4 separate regions of the Mus musculus genome follow, and all the other regions are linked to region 3. The links are chromatin contacts, called in public promoter capture Hi-C maps. All regions are on one chromosome and are shown on one strand. The core of a region is the stretch at or near the end of the contact, and the rest is flanking DNA. Distances in the headings are between cores, read along the strand shown. Region 1 holds the start of B3gat3 (beta-1,3-glucuronyltransferase 3 (glucuronosyltransferase I)). Region 2 holds the start of Eef1g (eukaryotic translation elongation factor 1 gamma). Region 3 holds the start of Patl1 (protein associated with topoisomerase II homolog 1 (yeast)). Region 4 holds the start of Asrgl1 (asparaginase like 1).

The links. Promoter capture Hi-C pulls out the DNA fragments that hold promoters and counts their contacts.
Region 1: a promoter capture Hi-C map of hippocampal neurons shows a contact between it and region 3, with 5 times the contacts expected there. A contact is called at or near these places in 1 of 39 promoter capture datasets (hippocampal neurons) and 1 of 130 datasets of targeted methods (stem cell-derived neural progenitor cells).
Region 2: a contact with region 3 is called in a promoter capture Hi-C map of liver, with 4 times the contacts expected there. A contact is called at or near these places in 7 of 39 promoter capture datasets (the 3T3-L1 cell line, cranial neural crest, hippocampal neurons and 3 more) and 1 of 130 datasets of targeted methods (astrocytes).
Region 4: a promoter capture Hi-C map of liver shows a contact between it and region 3, with 5 times the contacts expected there. A contact is called at or near these places in 6 of 39 promoter capture datasets (the 3T3-L1 cell line, cranial neural crest, hippocampal neurons and 2 more) and 1 of 130 datasets of targeted methods (astrocytes).

Annotation. Positions count from the first base shown.
Region 1 is chr19:8,918,964-8,921,663 of GRCm38.p6, reverse strand. B3gat3 (beta-1,3-glucuronyltransferase 3 (glucuronosyltransferase I)) reads right to left here and starts at 1,271. Exons shown (of 5, transcript NM_024256.2): 1 at 1,016-1,271. The coding sequence starts at 1,097. It overlaps Gm36629 (a long non-coding RNA gene), which reads left to right. Exons shown (of 3, transcript XR_003952913.1): 2 at 4-55; 3 at 347-2,700.
Region 2 is chr19:8,965,656-8,968,355 of GRCm38.p6, reverse strand. Eef1g (eukaryotic translation elongation factor 1 gamma) reads right to left here and starts at 1,315. Exons shown (of 10, transcript NM_026007.4): 1 at 1,131-1,315; 2 at 1-140. The coding sequence starts at 1,142. Tut1 (terminal uridylyl transferase 1, U6 snRNA-specific) reads right to left here. Exons shown (of 9, transcript NM_197993.3): 9 at 2,146-2,700. The coding sequence ends at 2,196.
Region 3 is chr19:11,910,951-11,913,650 of GRCm38.p6, reverse strand. Patl1 (protein associated with topoisomerase II homolog 1 (yeast)) reads right to left here and starts at 1,252. Exons shown (of 19, transcript NM_172635.3): 1 at 1,074-1,252. The coding sequence starts at 1,088. It overlaps Gm31092 (a long non-coding RNA gene), which reads left to right and starts at 1,244. Exons shown (of 2, transcript XR_386559.3): 1 at 1,244-1,555.
Region 4 is chr19:9,134,170-9,136,869 of GRCm38.p6, reverse strand. It overlaps Asrgl1 (asparaginase like 1), which reads left to right and starts at 1,304. Exons shown (of 7, transcript NM_025610.3): 1 at 1,304-1,355; 2 at 1,883-2,083. The coding sequence starts at 1,316.

The DNA of each region.
Region 1 (2,700 bases), core at 22-2,521, 3.0 Mb after region 3:
TAGAATGGTGTCAGAGACTCTTCACCTTTCACTGTTACTGTGTTACTGTTTTAAGGTAGGTCTTGCTATAATGGCTCCAAGCTGACTGACCTCAGACCTTTAACCCACTGACCTGTTTCCCAAACGGTGTGCCACAACATTCAACTCTTCAATTTTAACCAGTTCCATCTGTCACTCTATTTTTCTTTGCTGGGGCTCCAACCCAGGGCCTTACACTTGTGAGTGTTCTACCACTGTGCTACACCCTCAGCCCTGCCACTATTTTCACTAGTACATTTCGACGATTATCTGTCAGCCTTTCTGTCCTTTCTACCTTCTGATCCTAATTTTACCTTCCACACATAAGGAATATAACAGTCTGAACTAGAGGCTCTCCTGTAATGGCACTACCTGAAAAGCGTTTACCAAGCTCCCACATAAAAGGCTGGATTCAAGGCGCTCCGTGGTCACGTGACCACTGACTTGTCAGTAAGTTCACAGATTCCATTACACGACAAATATTTATTGAATAAAAGGGGGGGGCAGTCCCTACTCCCTAGCTACTTTAGTGGAAGAGGTAGACACTAATAAAGTCATTACAAATTGTGATATGGGCCACTTAGAAAATTAAAAGAGATCAAGACTAATAAGGGTTACTTGAGCTAAGGTGGTCAGGGAAGTCCTGATGTGACATCTGGCCTAAAACCAGGATGAGAAATAGATGGCCTGGAGGTGGGGAGAGCACAGCTGGTCAAAAGCTGGAGGGGACAATGAACCAGGGGGTTCTCAAAAACCTATCAGCAAGCCGGTCTGAGAGGCAGAGCAAGGGGAGGGTGGAAAATAGGTTGCTTGGCGGCGGCGGGGTCATTTGGGGCTTGACCGGTATCCGCGGAGTTGCAGACTGCCGAGAGTTCTACACAAGGGGTCACCGAGGGCTGTCCCGAGGGCTGAGCGAGCGGGAAGCCGCTGTCTGCGGGTCTCATCCCCAGCGCCTTGGGCCGGCCCTCCGCACACCGCCCCGCCCCGCCCCGCTCACCGAGCTGCACCAGAGCGTAGAGGAGGCCGGCGATCGACACCAGGAAGTAGGCAAGAAACACGTTCTTCAGCTTCAGCTTCATGGCCGGTGCCACCGGGGCAGGCGGGGTCCACCGGGACCGGCAGGGACAGGTCCGCCCGGCCCTCCGCCCTCCCGCCGGCCCCGCCCCGGCCGCCCGGGCCGCGCCCCGCCTTCCCCAGGCTCCCTTACTAGTTCCCGGGAACGCGGGACTCTGAGCGACACCTGGGACCACTTCCGGCTAGTGGCGTCCCTCCCACAGGCAGCTTCCGGTCCCGCCTCCTGGTAGGCCATTCAGGGCGTTGACGCTATATCCGCTGGGTCAAGCGGTCGTGGCAGGCTGACCAAGAGCTTGTGTGGCCTAGCTCTATAATCATCTTGAAGCTCCCAATTGAGCACAAGCTCCACCCTTGTCACTGAGTTTTCTAGACTCACTCAACCATCCTTCAGCCTCAGCATTGGCTGCTTAAAGAAACGGTTGTTCATTACTTGTTCAACCAATGAGTGAAATCTAAAACGCACCAGGTGCTTGGCTAGGTCGTTTCCAGTGATTCTCAATCTTCCTAATACTGGGACCCTCTAATACAGTTCCTCATGATTTGGCATCCTCCCCATCATAAAATTCATTTTGTTGCTACTTCAAAACTGTAATTTTGCCGTTAGGAGTTGTGATGTAAATGTTTTCTAATGGCATTCCTGCTGGTCCCTCCTGCTTTGTGCTGATTGTCCTGGTTGTCTGTTAGGTTGTGCCACCGCTGCTTCGTGTTCGCTATCCCTACTCTACCGAACTGAACTGCTGATAGATTCATGAAATGTCTGAGTGGATCAAGCTGCCACTGCTAGCCTGTGAAGTGAACTGCAGATTTCCAGACAACAGACAAAAGCTACTCCAAAGAATCTTTCTAAACATGTCCACATCCCCCGTATCTTTCATTTTCCACAACCTCTGGTGGGTGGTGGACTACAAGGGAGGTTAAAGTGTTTAAGAATCATCATTAAAAATAGGATTTGAAAACAGTTACACATGTTCGTGAGGACCAGAGGACTTTGGAGTTTTAGCCTTGGGACCTCAGGTTTGGTGCTCTAACTGTTGAACCATCTCATCAGCCTTCCAATTTTAGGCCAAAATTATGTCATTACCATGGGACAATTTTTAAAAGTTCCTTCTAGATTTTCCGCTCCACGAGCTGTAGTTTCTTCAGGGTCACCTCTCTTCAGCAAGTGACTACAGAGCTAAAAGTGGGTACCAAGTCTACACTACAACAATGATACTTTATTCACGGATATGTAACAATTTACATATTTAGTCCAGGAAGTAGCTTGTCTAATATGCAGTTTTTCTTTGTCCCACCCCTACCCCCAAACCCCCATCCCCGCCCAAAACAAGGTTTCAGTTTCTCTATTTAACCACCCTGACTGTTCTGGAACTCACTTTGCTAGCTAGGCAAACTCAAGAGATCTGTCTACCTCTGCTGGGATTTAAGGGGCATACACCACCACTGGCCAGCATGTGCACTAGTTTCTATCACCAAAAAAACCTGGGGTAGTGGTACATGTCCGCAATTCCTGGACAACATTGAAAGTGGAGGTAAACTCCACTATATCTCAAGATGGTCAGCATGGCAATGGTGGCACACGCCTTTAATCTCAGCACTTGGGAGGCAGAG
Region 2 (2,700 bases), core at 66-2,565, 2.9 Mb after region 3:
CGGAGAAATTCAGGGGTGCGGTTGGTTTGGCCAAAGTGGAAGTGGGGTGGTGCGGAGAGCACGCGGACCTGAGCCCCGCTGTACTGAGCAGCGATGAGGGCCTTGAAGGCCCTCCAATTTTCAGGGTATGTGTACAGGGTCTACAAGAGAAAGGGTGAAGGATGGACTAGAGGCAAGGAACCCTGAATGCCACTCCCCACGCACACTTCCATGCAATTCCAATGTGCACAGCTTAGATTCACTCCTAGTGAACCGAGTATGCCCCATGTAATCAGAGTCCTCTGAAATACCAAGAAGAACATCCCAGCTGCTAAATAAAGCTTACCGACAGATGTGACCTCTCTTAAGGACATCTCTAGAGGCATTCTTCCCTTCAAAACTTCTGGTCCCATCTGCCTAAACACACGAACACTCACACCCATCTCTCCCAGAACCCTTGTTTCATTCATTGGCGGTGACCCGGAGTCTAACTACTTCCAGGCTGCTATCACTTCAAAAGCACACACACAGACCAAGGGATTTCAAAGTTCCCCTCAGAATCGACACGCTGAATTCTAATGTTCATCAGTTATTCTTCCTGAAATGCCTTTCTTTGCACATGGCGAATTAGCAACCCTCTGGTCCTGTCCTGCAGTGAGTTCCCAGTTGTCTCCCTACTAAAATCTCACCAGCAGGGTCCATATGGGCTCACTTCACCCCCCCTTTATTCCTCTGGCTCCCAAACCTCCCCGAAGGTCAACTCCCAACGTGCCAGTCGCCCCTTCCCACAAAGACCCTCTCCTTTCCACGTCCTCGTTGTTGTCCCACAAAACGGTGGCAAAAGTTCCACCAACCTGCTCAGACGCCACACCTCAAAATGGCAGTGAGGTTAAACACTTTTTAAAGGTCCAGACAATGGAGACCCAGCATCTTTTTTCTCCTCAACCCCAGAACGTTCCACCTCTAGCCTCTGAGCCCCAGCCTCAGTTCCCCTCCAGGCCCTAGAAACCATGCTCTCCGACCGTACGGCTTGTGAACCCCAGATCGGCTCGCGGCTTGGGTCTGAAACTCCCCTGGCGCCGACTGGCCCCACTCAGGCAAAGGATGGCGGTGGATAGGGTGACCCTAATCACCGGAGCCGGCAAACTTACCCCAGCCGCCATGGTGATTCCGCAGAGAAAGGGGGTGGGGCTGTCGGTGCTGCCGCAAAGTAAGCCGCAAAGGAGACAAGGGAGGAGGAAAGGAGAGAGCAGTGTGGAAACAGCGGCCGGAAAGCGAGGACGGCATAAAAGGCATACGCACGACAGTTCCGTCTACAGCCCCGCTGAGTTGGAAAAAGCGAGGGGTGGGGCCCGCAGCCTGGAGCGCAGAGAGCGGGCGCCTGCGTAGTATAACTCTGGACGATCCTGCCCCGCCCGCGTCGCCGACCAATCGGAAGCCTGATAGGAGACGGAGCTCACCCAGGGAGGGGAAAAGTGTGAGAACCCGGCGGAAGCACCGCCCCTCGAAGGCTGGTATCTGGAACCCGTGACAAACTACAGGAACTGCCTTAAGGAAGGGGTGGCAATTTACTGAATTCCTTTTGTTCCTGTTCGGGTTTTTTCTGTAAAGGGTCTGTCTGTTCAGCTGGGGCCCACGGCCGAAAACATCTGAAAGTAGGTCTGCTCCGATTAAACTCCGTGCTGTTAAAACTTACACAACAAAGCAGCACGGACCAACTTGCCACGTCACCAGCACCACTCAGGCTTGGCTGCGCCCCAGAGGGTCGGGTAAGGCAGCCCAGTTCTGATACAATAGTTTACACATATCCAAATTTGAAAATAAATCTTGACTCCAGCTTATGGGCAATTTGAACTCTCTTTCACGTTAAAGGATAGAAAAGACAAACCCTAAACCCAAATTTGTGGTTCCCATCACCTGGAGCAGCAGGACAAGTCTCGTGTGGGCAAAGGTTGTTCTCAGAAATCAGTGCCTTTGCCTCGTGGAGGTGGCACTCCCTAGGAAAGTGCTGGCAAGTGGGAAGGAGAGCTCTGAAGTGGAAGTCATAGGACTGTTTTAGAGTAGTCAGGCCAGAAGCTACATTGAGGCAAAGAAAAAAGGCGTTACCAGGAGGAAAACAAAGACCTCGTAATGGTCTTATGAGGGAGTATGCAAAAGAACATTAAATGTCTGTATGAAATAAACTAGCAGCTTTATTGTTTTTGAGGTTTGGTTCCTCACTTGAGGAGATTTTTAAGTGCTTGAGGGATAAAACCCTGTAGAAAATGATGAAGACCAGGGAACAGGCCTTGGGAGTCCTGGAGTGGGGCCACAGTGAGTGTCTGCTCAGCCTGGGAGGCAGATGCCACAAAGCTGAGGAGGGGCTCCCCCGGCGGCCTCTCTTGCTCACTATTGGGTCCTTTTAGTTCCTGGGTCACACGAGCTTCCATTGCCAGCCACTCTGCTCCTGTGGTGGGACCTCCTCTACCTTCTTCCTTGGTTTGTTGCTGTAATCGTCTCCGGGCACGCCGCCTCCCCTGCCATACTTGGTGCCACAAGGCACAGCGCCAGCTCACTGATGATGGGTGTGATGCCTCCTTCCCTGTCTCACCCTGAGACCCTTCTCCAGCCACTTCAGGTTTCATGGGATTATGCTCAGCTGCCTTGTCTAGACAGTTTGCAGTCATCAGGGGCAACTCCTCCTCTGGTGGTCCCGAGTGCAACAAGGCCCAGTCCTGAGGT
Region 3 (2,700 bases), core at 3-2,502:
CAGTCTCCAGGGAGTAAAAATCACTAGACAAGCTTGGTATATCCTAATTTCAATCACTTATCCCAATACAGATTTATTCAGTTTACTAAGTTTTCTTTGCTTCTGGCAACTTCTATTCACAGTATCTCATCATCTCTCCTCATGTTTACAAAAAGTGAGTTGAGTCACAAGTGTAAGCTCAAGCTTTCTACTGTTTCCAATGTTTAAAGATTCCAAATTGGAATTCCACACTCTAGGGGAACAGCTTGTGATATAACTTACCTGGGAACTTTTAGGGGCCGTTTCTACCCAATCTTCCTCCCCCTAAAGAGCCAGCCCTGCAACTGCCTCCACACCAGAAGCAACTTCTAGCAACTCTCTATGAAATGGCAATCATCTACTGGACCAAATCAGGATGACTCGGTAAGGATTTCCCTAGCTCAGTCCTTAAACTACAAATCCGGAGTCTGTTTGGCCCCAAGAGTAGGAGTTGCTCAAGGTCACACAGCAGTAAGAGACGGTCAGCAAACAGCTCCGTTCTCCAAACAACGTCGCCAAACCCACACTTTTTCTCCCTTCTCCTAGAAGGAACTTCTGCGGGACACGCCCCCCTCCCCACTCCCAGCCTTCTTTCCAAGCCGACTGAAGTCTCAGCCCGAGGACCAGTCCCTGCCCCTCCACCTGACGGCAGCCCGCGTGCACAGGGCTGTGTGTAATCCGGGTGAAGGGGTTCCGGGGGCAGGGCGGGAAACGCTTCCGTGGGCATTCCCCGGGGATTCTGCCTCAGGAAAAACCACCGGGTAGGAGCCATGCAGGTCTCCAAGGCAGCTCCGCGAGCAGAGGCGCAAGCCAAGGGTCAGGTTACCGCACTTAACGGGCTCTCCCCGCCGCAAACCAGCGGCCGGCTCTCGCCAGTCCCGCCCCTCCGCGGTGCGCTGCGGGCCGCACCCGAGCCTCGCGGCCGAAGCGGGGTTCCCAGCCGCCCGCGCCCTGCCCCCTCCTCAGCCGCACAAGACCCGCGCGACGGGCGAGCAGAGGAAAAAAAAAGGGGCGCGCGGGCGAGGGAGGGGTCACTTCCGGTCGCAGCCACTCACCTCGTAGCGGAACATTCTTGGGGAGGGGGGAAGGGAGCGGGGAGGGGAGTGGGGGGAGGGAGGGAAAAGAAGCGCCGACTCCCCGGGCTGCTCCGCGCGCGCGGGTCTCCCACCGGCTCGCGACCCCTGGCCGCCGCCGTACGCCGGAGCGTGCGTGGGGACGTGCGCAGGCGCGCCTCGGGCTGGGCGGGCGCCCCGGCGGCGGCAGCTGCGCGGGGACAGATTTGGCGTTTGGCTTCCTAGTGTGAGCGGCGGGAAAGAGATCCCTAGGCGAGACACTGCGCACGCGCGGGCCGTCGGAGAGGGATGACCCAGAGAGCCCCGGCTTGCGGCTCCTCCTCCGTTTTCCTAACTGCACAGTTGCGCAGTGCTTTTGAGTCACGAGGTTCCCGTCACTGATTGGGCGGAGAAAAGCCTTGTGAATGTCACAGGATGCGACCCCCGAAGCGTCTCAGCAGAGAACATCGGGGATTTATTCTTGGGTGATTTCATTTAACGTCCAGTGTCCTCCTCGGGGTGCCTTGACTTGGTCTGTGAGGGGGGACTAGTATGGCAAGTCAGTATTCTTGGAAAGGGACAGGTCGCTGGCTGAATCAGTCGGGAGGCCAAGGCTGTGATTGATAGAGGCCAAAGTGTTGACAGCGTTTGGTTTTAGGAAAAAGACGAAGGCACATTTAACAAGGATTATCTAAGGTGATATTTTTAGATGCCAGGCCCTTCACCCCGTTGGAAAGCGGGAGAGCCCTAACGGGCCGCGCAGCCTTGGGGCTGGGGTCACCGCAGCAAGGTCGGTGAGCTTGGGCGCTGTGGACAGCCATTTCCGCTGAGGATGAAGCCCAGCGGAGTTTGTTCAGCTTCCGCCTCAGCACCCTGGTTCTAGAAGTCTGCTGCTTTGGTGCTTTATTGCCTGTAGCGAGACCGTTTGAGAGGGTGTCTTATTTTTTATTTTATTTTTGAGCCAGGGTTTCTCTGTGTAGCCTTGGCTGTCTTGTTATTCACTCTGTAGACTAGGCTGTCCTCGCAGAGATCCGCCTGCCTCTGCCTCACGAGTGTCACTCAGGCGGTTGTCTCACCTGGGAATGAATGGTGAACTTTAATTCCTTAACACGTTACTGTTAGCGTGACTGGATTAATCAACTAGTTTACTATAAGCATTGGATTTGAAAATAGAAGTTCTGGATTGGGAAACGTGTTTTTTCACTGCTGCGTGAAACTGGGCATGTCTTTCTAAACATCTGACCCTTCAGGTTTTCTTTCGTAAAATGGGTAAAATTATATCTACCTCACTAAGTAGTAATCGAATAGTTACATTCTCTGCTCTCTAGATAAGGAACCTGGAGGTTAGAGAGAAGTAGATAGCCTTAAGCTGCCCACCGGAAACTGTTGCAAAGTTGGCAGCTAAGATATCTGAATCCCCAAATCTGATCACTTAAGAGCAAATAGAATTGACTCTTGAAGAGAAGGCAAGGTAAGCTAATAAGTAATTTTCAAGAGTTATGAAACAAACTTTCATTTGTGAGGTAACAGGTTTTCACAATTACCCAAGTACTGAGAGGCTATGTAGACCAAGAGCTAGCAAACTCTGGACATAACTTCTTTTTTTAAGCCTGCCACCCCTCATTTACAA
Region 4 (2,700 bases), core at 55-2,554, 2.8 Mb after region 3:
AACATCTCTTTTGCATATGATCTTTCTTCAAGCAGAAATCTCTAATTATGTAGCAAATAAACACAATAAATGAAACCCACCCCAATGAGGACAAGACAAATCTACTCAAACCTTGCTAATGCAAAGGAACCAACCAGCCACTGGTTTTGGTAGAGACTCAGAAGCAGGCAAACGGGTAGGAAAGGGCTCTATGGGGAAACAGGCTGTGTCCTGTTTGGATGCTCTTGGCCTAGGGAAGCTAGGGATAGACTAACTAGAAAAGATGGCCCTTTGTGATGGTTAGGGGAATCAGATACAACTTTTCTCTAGTTGGTGGTAAGATGGAAACAAGAAAAAATATTAGGAAAATTGGCACTTACCCACCGGGTCCTGACCATTTGAAGCCATCTTTATTGAGGTTTATTGAGGTCTACAGAAGTAATGGTTGGGAAGTCTTACACAAGGTCAGCCCTTTTCATTAACATATGAGCCTGGGTTGCCCCACCTTAAAGAGAGAAGGACTTGCAAAATGAAAGTCTATCTTTGACACCAACTCATCTAGCCAATAAACAGTACAAAGCGATTGATAACGAAAATAAAATATTGCTTCAGTAAATTTAAAATTAGAAAACAAAGGTTGTGAGAAAAAAACAAACTCATAATTCAAGTAAAATTGCTTTACATAATAAAGCAGGGCATTCTTCCTAGGTGTCACTGCTACAGAAACCTGTAGATGTCACTGGCATCTGTTCTCCCTCTTTGACTATCAGAACAAAACTAGACTCTAGGATCCCTTTGGTGAATACGAAGTGTTTGGTCTTCTACCCCTGCCGCCACAACTGCTGGAAGCAAGGAAAGAAGAAATGTCAACAAAAAGAGGGCACTGAGAGATGAAAGGATTTAGAGCTGGCATCCCTAGACTTAGAGGAGGAGAGGAGCTGGGATTTCTGGGCTCTCAGAGTGTCTAATGAACAGAATCTGTCAAATTAGAGGCAGAGGTATACTTTATTTTCTTCTCTTCCGAAAGATTAAGATGGGGAACTTAAAGGGAAAAGGTTTTAATGTAGCATTCTAACTAGCAAGACTTAAGAGCATGCGATAATTTCAAGGCAAAGGAGACAAAGGGTCCCGCGTGCTACTAGGGAAGTAGAAAAGCAATGTTATTCTAGATCTGGAGTCCCGGAAGGCTGGTGCGCAGCGCTAGGGACCCCGGGGCTTTACGGTAACTCAGCAGCGCCCCGGGCCCCCACCCTCGTGCGCAAGCGCGGAACCGTTGCCTGCAGAGCGGTTGCAGGCGGAGCGGTTTGCTGCCTGGTGGCTTGGCCAGTTTGACATCATGGCGTGCGCCCGCGGCACCGTGGCGCCGCCAGTCCGAGGTATGGGAAAAGAAACAAGAACAAAAATGTAGGATTTACCAGAGACGAGGAGCTCAGGTCCGAAGGACGTGGGGAAGTCCAGTCCTCAGGGTACCCCGGACCCTAGGTGGAGTGAACTGGAACAGAGAGCACGGACCCCGGGAAACTGAGGCACAGAGAGATTCCTGGGAGGAGGGCTGGAGCTCTGATACATGCGACCTCAGTACTGGCGCCGAAATAGAGGCTGGTGTTCTCTGGGGAAACTGAGGCTGAGGGGTAGCGCTGTGGCACAAGCGCAGGCTCGGAGTCTTGACACCAGGCTTTCTGAGCCACAGATGCCCCTGCCAGGTCGGAGTGGGAGAGCATGGGGAGGAATGCTGGGAGGCTTGGGTCGCTTTGGGGTTTTGTAACAAAACTCTCACTGAGCGGGGGGGGGGGGGGGGGGGGGACGGACGACACTGAACGGAAACAACTTTGACGCTGCTGCTCACTTGAGTTGGTTCCCTTGGACCGGTACAAAATGACACTCGCCTCTTCCTGATGCCTAGCCTCCATCGATGTGAGTCTCGTGGTGGTAGTCCATGGTGGCGGAGCAAGCAACATCTCAGCCAACCGGAAAGAGCTGGTGCGCGAGGGCATCGCCAGAGCGGCAACCGAGGGCTACAAAATCCTCAAGGCGGGAGGGAGCGCGGTAGATGCTGTGGAAGGAGCCGTGACTGTCCTGGAAAACGACCCAGAGTTCAACGCAGGTAAATTATGCTTGCCAGGTGAATAATGCCAAATCGGAGCAAGTTCCTGTCCACACCGACGCGGTATCCTTCAGTCTGACTGGCTTTGTGGTCAAATAATACTCTAGAGCAAGATGCAGTGCTGAATTTCCTCATTTTGCACTAAGCAACTTGTTTTGAGAATTTTTTTTAAGTCTGTTAATTCGCCTTTTATATAGCCTGCCCCCTAAGAATTCAATACTAAAAGCCAGGCATCTTGTTGGAGAGCCCTCCATAGCCTGAAACCATCTTCAAGCCTCAGCCTTCCAAGTGCTGGCTTTACAGGTGTAGACTTTTGGTATTTGTGGGTCTTGAGGTAGACTCTACATACCATAAAATGTAGCCATTTCGGCTTTGAGACCTGTGTGTACATTCCCTCCCTCTACCCCTCTGCATCTGTGTGTTTTCTCTGCCTCCCCCAAATTAAGCTCAAAAATCTTGAAACAGATGCTGGGAGAATCTTTTATTATAATATCCGGTCCCTGCTAAACAGTAAAGTCACTAATCATCTTCTGACTAGAAAATTGACTCTGGATAGGTCTCTAGGTGGAGACTGATCATTTTACAGACCAAGCCCTAAGTGGGAATTTGAGATTTAC